Linked DNA regions of Mus musculus: region 2 is linked to region 1. Evidence: chromatin contacts called from public Hi-C data. All regions are on one chromosome and are shown on one strand. Each heading gives the region's core, a stretch centred on a gene start, on an enhancer-like site or on the middle of the called end of the contact. The rest is flanking DNA. Distances are from core to core; before and after follow the strand shown.

Region 1 (3,044 bases), core at 225-2,724:
GAAGGAATCCTAGAGTGTTTGGCTGAAATTGTAAATACCAGAGTAAGAATCCAAATGTTTAAAAGCAAGTATTAGTATTCAGTGGGGGTTAAAATTAAATGTAAAAGGAGTAAGAGCAGATAGAAAATTGTCCTTTAGACTATCACAGAAGAGACCCAACCGCATATCTTAAAATCTTAAAGCTGGGCATCTTCAGACTCCCAGCAGATCTCCTCAGGAAAATAATTAACTTCAAAGAAAATTGTGTAGCTTGAGAGTGGAGAGCTTCAGAAGTCACCAATAAGTAACCAAGACTAATGCCAATAACATGAAGGGCCACCCCATTATAGGCCCCATTACTATACTTCTGTAGTGTCTGTTGGTAATGTATTACCCAAATCTCTTCACAAGAAAACAGCAGACAAAGCCAAACTCAAGAGATAATCTACCAAAAACAAACAAACAAACAAACAAACAAAACAAAACAGAACAAAACAAAACAACAGCACTCAATAGAAGTCTGGAGAAACAGGAAACTACCAAGGTTCTGCTATGCACTGGAGACAGAGACAAGACAACTAAACACAAGATGGGATCTTAGATTGGATCCTGGAACAAAGACAACAAAAAGCTGGGAAAATCTTAAGTGCAGACAAACAGCTATTGTTTGGTGACTAGGAACATGGAGGTATTCACCCCTCCTTCTGGTCACTGTCCAAGGGTCAGGCTAGATGTTAACAGGAATCAGAACAAGCATGGGCAGATCTTTCCATGTTGTTCTTGCAAGTTTTCTGTAAATCTAAAACTATAGTGTTAAAAGGATCCCAAGGGATCCAGAGGAGAAGAAGAAGAAGAAAAAAAATGAGGCAATATGACTTGAAAGAGAACTTCCAGAAAGGCATATTAACTGATTAATAGATACATAGTAACTGATAAATCTAAACATAGTAAAAACGTTTTAAATGAATCAACTAGAAATGTCAGAACTAAAGAACACCGAGATCTGGGCTGCAGAGAGGGCTCAGCTGGTCCAGGCACTTGTAAGCTACCCCTTCCAGCCTGAGTTCCCACCTGGACTCCCACAAAGTGGCAGAGAACTGGTTCCTGAGCATTGTCCTCTGACCTCCCAACCCACGGGGCACAGTCAGGCACACAGAAAAACAAACAAGAAACAAATAACATTTAAGAGAGCGCTGACAGTTCAAAGTAGGACCCTTTTATAATTGTGCCGCCGCTAGGTGGAGCAGGTGGAGGGATACCTGTGCGACTCGTTTCCTAGGACGTTCTGATAACAGCCACGTTTGGGAACTACTCATTGAATGAACATTATGATAAACGTCACTAAACGTGGAGTATGATGAGGGATCCTAAGGTTGCTGCTGCGTTTGAGGATTTTGATTGCGTTCAGCCGCGTGGAAAGGGCACAGCACAACACAGAAGATGATGGCGGCGGCGGCTGGAGCCAGAGGATCTGTCTTTCAGTGTTCCTCTGCTTTCTCTCTCACCAGAGGCCACCCTTGAGCATATCCCGGTCTCCATGAACAAGAACACTGCTTCTGCCCAGTGAAACCCTTCACAAAGTCTAAGGCTCTTCATAGGAAAAAGTTGTGGGGAGCTGGTCACATAGGTCTCCTCTGTTCAGCACATACTGAAATTTCAGATTAACAGAACAGCAACCACGGCCAGCTAGGAAAAGCTGAAATTACAGAGGCACTGCTTGCCTTCAGTCTCATGGCCTGGCCAATGGCAGTTCCCAAGCAGCCCTCTGCGGGAATGGCATCATGGATCTGACATACTCAATCCCTCATTAACATTGACACTGCACTGAGCCCTTCTGTGAACACAATCACCATGTTGGCTGTTTTACATACATTGCCTCATATAATCTTCGTGGCAATTCTCCACATTGGTATTGATTTTTCTAGAGGGGGATTGAGACTTACAGATAGCCCCCCCCCCCAATTTATACTTACACACTTTAAAAAAATTAATATATTTATTTGTTTACTTACATCCCAACGGCAGTTTTCCCTTCCTCCTCTCCTCCTAGTCCTTTCCCCACACCAAGATGACACTTCAATTCTGGAAAAACAACAACAACAACAATTTAACAAATTAATCCCATTACACAGCATGTAAGCAATTAGCTATCCTTCAAACTCACAGTTTGGTTCATGCTGGCTTGAATCTTTGATTTTTTTTTTTTTTTTTTGAATTACAAAAAGCTAACAGCTACCCTCCTTCTATATGGAACTTTTTTTTTTCATAAAGGGTGTTTCCAAAAGTACCTAAAAGCAAATTTTATAAACCTCCTTTTTAAACAGCCACCACTTATGTAAGTAATAAGTAGTATATATGCATATACCTAAGGTAGACCCTGAGGCTTAATGCCATCCGGTTAGTTCCCACCTCTCTACACTGCTGCACTGGGAGTAAAGGTTTCAACACACGCTTGTGGAAGGACAGCTTGGCACCATAGCAACAAAACATTATCCTCCCCCCCCCCCATAAAACACCTATATTATTCATCCTATAGTACAGCGGAGCCCTCCATGTTCCAGTGGAAGGATTTCTGGATAAGAAGCACATGGGTTCGGTTTACACAGTTAAGTTCTTTCCTGACAGATGCCATCGCTGACCATCCTTAAATACAGAAATGCAGGTAGAGTTTGGGTGTGCTAATTGCACACATGAGCCAGTATATTTCTCTCACTGCTACATTCCACATGGAGAACAGCTGTGACCTGACAGCTTTTGCAAAAATGTATTCAGGTACAGTAGCAGCGAACTGTATCCAGATGCCTACATGCTGCTCTATGTCTGAAAGGAAGCTGGGAGTCAGAAACCAACAGCCATCAGATGTGTCTCACCTTCAGATAAATATTTCATGCTCACAATAACTTTTTCCAAATGCAGCTTGACTTTCAAGTACACTGACACTTGTCCAGGCAGCGATCTGCACAAAACACAAAGGCCAAGGGAACAGCATTTTAATTTAATCACAGGCCCTGTGAATATTCTCCCTCTGTGGGAAAACCAGGGCCTTTGGTACAGAATAGTAATTA
Region 2 (3,044 bases), core at 166-2,665, 250 kb after region 1:
ATAACCATTGCATACTTTCTGGTGTGAAATTGTACCTGTGTTGTGGTATGTGTAGAAAGCGCATTTGCTCTTATGTTTAATAATGTTGTATGGAACGGTCATTGGATATTCACACCCCATCTTTTTGGCTGGTATTTTGAGGATTGTGTTATTGAGGTGAGAGCTGTTCTGGCATTGTTGATTAGAACGGTGGTTCCTGATGCACAGGTCTGAGAAGTTGCCTTGAATCAAGTAGAGCTGCTGGACCACAGGGTGTTTAAATGTCCAGCTTTGTCTTGCTGCCTTAATTAGGTCATCATTAGAGTGTGGGTCTGTGTTTCTCCCAAGACTTGGAAATCTTACAGTTCTTTGGTGTTTAATTGACGTATGTGAGTAAGAACTTTAATTTGTATTATTTGATGCAATTGCCCCCTGTTGCAGCTTGAATTGATTTTTTTTTTCTGTTGAATGATGGTGAAGAACTCTTGTCACTCACGGGCTCATCTTCTTCCAGGCATGACATGTCTATTCGCAATCTTCATTGTTTTGTAGCAGAGTTATGTGTTTCTTGATGGTTTGTTGGAATCTGTTGGGCTTGACTTCTTGGAGATATTTTCTTCATCGGTGAACAATGGAATGATAATATAATGTTTATAGGGTTGACTTAAAAATAAATTAGTGTTTGCAAATGGTACTTTGCATTTCTTCATAGAGCATCCTAGATCGCTGAAAAAGCTTGCTTCTTCCTTGCTGGATGAGCTCTACCCCTCCCCATCAGTGGATTGATTCCATTGGAGATTTGCCCCATCTACTTAGAGGAGAGACTTGGTTGTTTGTTGTGAGCAGTGTATTTCTACTAGTATTATATTTTAGAACTAAAGTAAGTTATATAGAGTCAGACCTACTTGGGGAATAAGAAAGGAAACAAATTGAAAGGAAGAGATTAAAAAAAAAGAAAAAAAGAGTGAGATTCGTTATAATTGCTCTGTGATCTTAACAGCCTGCCTGTAGATTTTTGATGCGTGAACTAATATGACAATTGGGGAATGAAACAATTTTGAAATTATATCCAAGAAAGCTGGAAAGCTGCTACCAAACGGCAGCTTCCACATTGCTGCCCGGAAACCAGGCTCACAGGGAGACGTAGATACTTCGGGGATTCTGTGTCTCTCCTAGACTCTCCTTCCACAGCATTCTGGAGAACACTGCACAGTCATGCGGAGCCACCACACTGGGAACCTGGGGCAGAAGCAGAAGCAGCATCCCAAGGACATTCCAAAATGCTACGCAGTTACTAATGGCTCCTGGCTCCTGGCTTGATCTTTGAGATTGCCTTCCAGAGGAGAATTTCGCAGGGGCGGTAAAGCTTTGCCTTTACTGCCTGGAGCTCTCTGGGCTTCCCTGGGAGTATTCCTGGAGGAGTGGAGCTGCACGGTCTTGCTGAGATTGCTGCAGTGCAGTATGCCTTCATTCATCTGTCTGTATCTGTGCTCAAAGTCTCTCTTAGGACTTGGAGGTAAATTTTCTCTATTGCCAACCTGGATGTATACCTTTGCAGCGTGATGGTGGTGGGGAATTATAATTGGAATTAGAGTCTGAATACGATAAGCCATTAAGCAAATTGGCACATGGATTCTACAAGGGAAACAGGGATATTATTCTTAATTCCATAATACTCTTAACATGTTTGCTCGCTTGTGACTTTGCTCTGGTACCAGTCCTCTCATTTGAAAACTGTGCTTGTTAGTTTGAGCAGGGAAATGTGGGTGCCGAGAGGGCACAGGACATAGCCACAATGTCACCTTACCTGAGCTTTTTGTCTTCTCTTGTACACAGCAGTCTGACCCATTTGTTAGGAATTCTCTGTGCTGGCAAAACATGTTTGAGCAGTCTGGAAACGATTTTCTAGTTGTGATGGCAACTTACAGTTTAGGAAGTAGTTAAGAGAAGTTTGAACTCTCTCCAAAGACAAGAGTGTTTTCTACTCGGGCGTCATCTCTCAGCTCACAAGTTGTGATTCATTTTATTCCATGCCAAGAATTAAACAGAAGAATAGGGCGATGGAATTTAAGTTTACTTTGTAAGTAATTGTAAAAACAACTGGTAACCCAACTTCACTGATGCATGGTTGTTAATTCCCCAACAATCAAACGATGCGGCTGCTTTTAAACCTAACTCAGCTATTTCAGGAGAGAGAGCCTCATGCCCGAGTTGCCTGGGGGTGTATTGCTCTTTATGTGATCCTTCAAATAGTAGATGCTAGCAGTGCCTGGGACTGTGAGTGACTGGTGACCAGAGAGAAGCAGCAGAAACTCAGGAACTTCTCTCGGTGAGAGCTTTAATCTTTTCATGCATTTCACAAGGGGCTCTTAATGTCTCAAGAGTTTCCATCTTTATTACATGCCTCATCCTGAGGGCCAGGGGGCAGTGAATACATAGAAACCCAACCCCTCCCCTGCAGTTCTCTCTCTCTCTCTCTCTCTCTCTCTCTCTCTCTCTCTCTCTTTGAAAAAGGAGGAAGGGCAGAGGTATTTCTCACTGATAAACTGAAGGGTGTATCCTTAAGTGGTCGGTAGCTGTTGCCTCACCTGGAGAGGGAGACTAACCATCAGTCTCTTCCAAACCAATAAGGAATGTCCTTCTAACTCAAGCTGTCTTATTTGGATTAAGATTAATTTGCAAAAGCTAAGCATTTGGGCCAGAAGGGTTTGTGAACATTCTTTAGAATGACTGCTCACTGAAGTCTAGTATGTTATCCAGACTGCAAAATAACCCTTATACTGCATCCTACCAAACCTCATTTACTTCTCCAAGCAATGCATCCATCCGCAGGTGCACGGTACAGAACTGATTGAAAACTTGAACTGCGGGTGGTATTTAAATCACGAACACAACTTTTCCCATTCTGAAATAGAAACAAGAAAAAAAACTCTAGGTCCCTTTAATTACTTTTCCTAATAAGCAGAGATCTACACTTCAAAATAAAATCTACTGTGATATTAACCAGTGAGGGCATGACTGTTTCTAATACTTGGAATATTCTCAAAAATGTCCACAACCACTTT

Evidence for each region. A called contact is a pair of places that touch in the nucleus more often than the background predicts.
Region 2: a contact with region 1 is called in a Hi-C map of cerebral cortex, with 4 times the contacts expected there. The contact joins two enhancer-like sites. A contact is called at or near these places in 3 of 484 Hi-C or Micro-C datasets (cerebral cortex, embryonic stem cells and liver), 5 of 115 datasets of contacts at active chromatin or transcription factors (craniofacial prominence, embryonic basal ganglia, embryonic forebrain and 2 more) and 1 of 9 other capture datasets (pancreatic islet).

What each region holds. Positions count from the first base shown.
Region 1 is chr17:68,880,612-68,883,655 of GRCm38.p6, forward strand. No RefSeq gene overlaps it. Among named protein-coding and RNA genes, the nearest start is that of Gm36392, 7.9 kb to the left of the region's middle. Within about 2 kb of position 1,475, at least 28 of the 459 cell types and tissues checked have an H3K27ac peak or open chromatin away from gene starts, as enhancers often do. A contact at or near this core is called in cerebral cortex, where this site is marked.
Region 2 is chr17:69,126,251-69,129,294 of GRCm38.p6, forward strand. It overlaps a transcript of Epb41l3 not described here. Among named protein-coding and RNA genes, the nearest start is that of Epb41l3, 32 kb to the right of the region's middle. Within about 2 kb of position 1,416, at least 22 of the 459 cell types and tissues checked have an H3K27ac peak or open chromatin away from gene starts, as enhancers often do. A contact at or near this core is called in cerebral cortex, where this site is marked.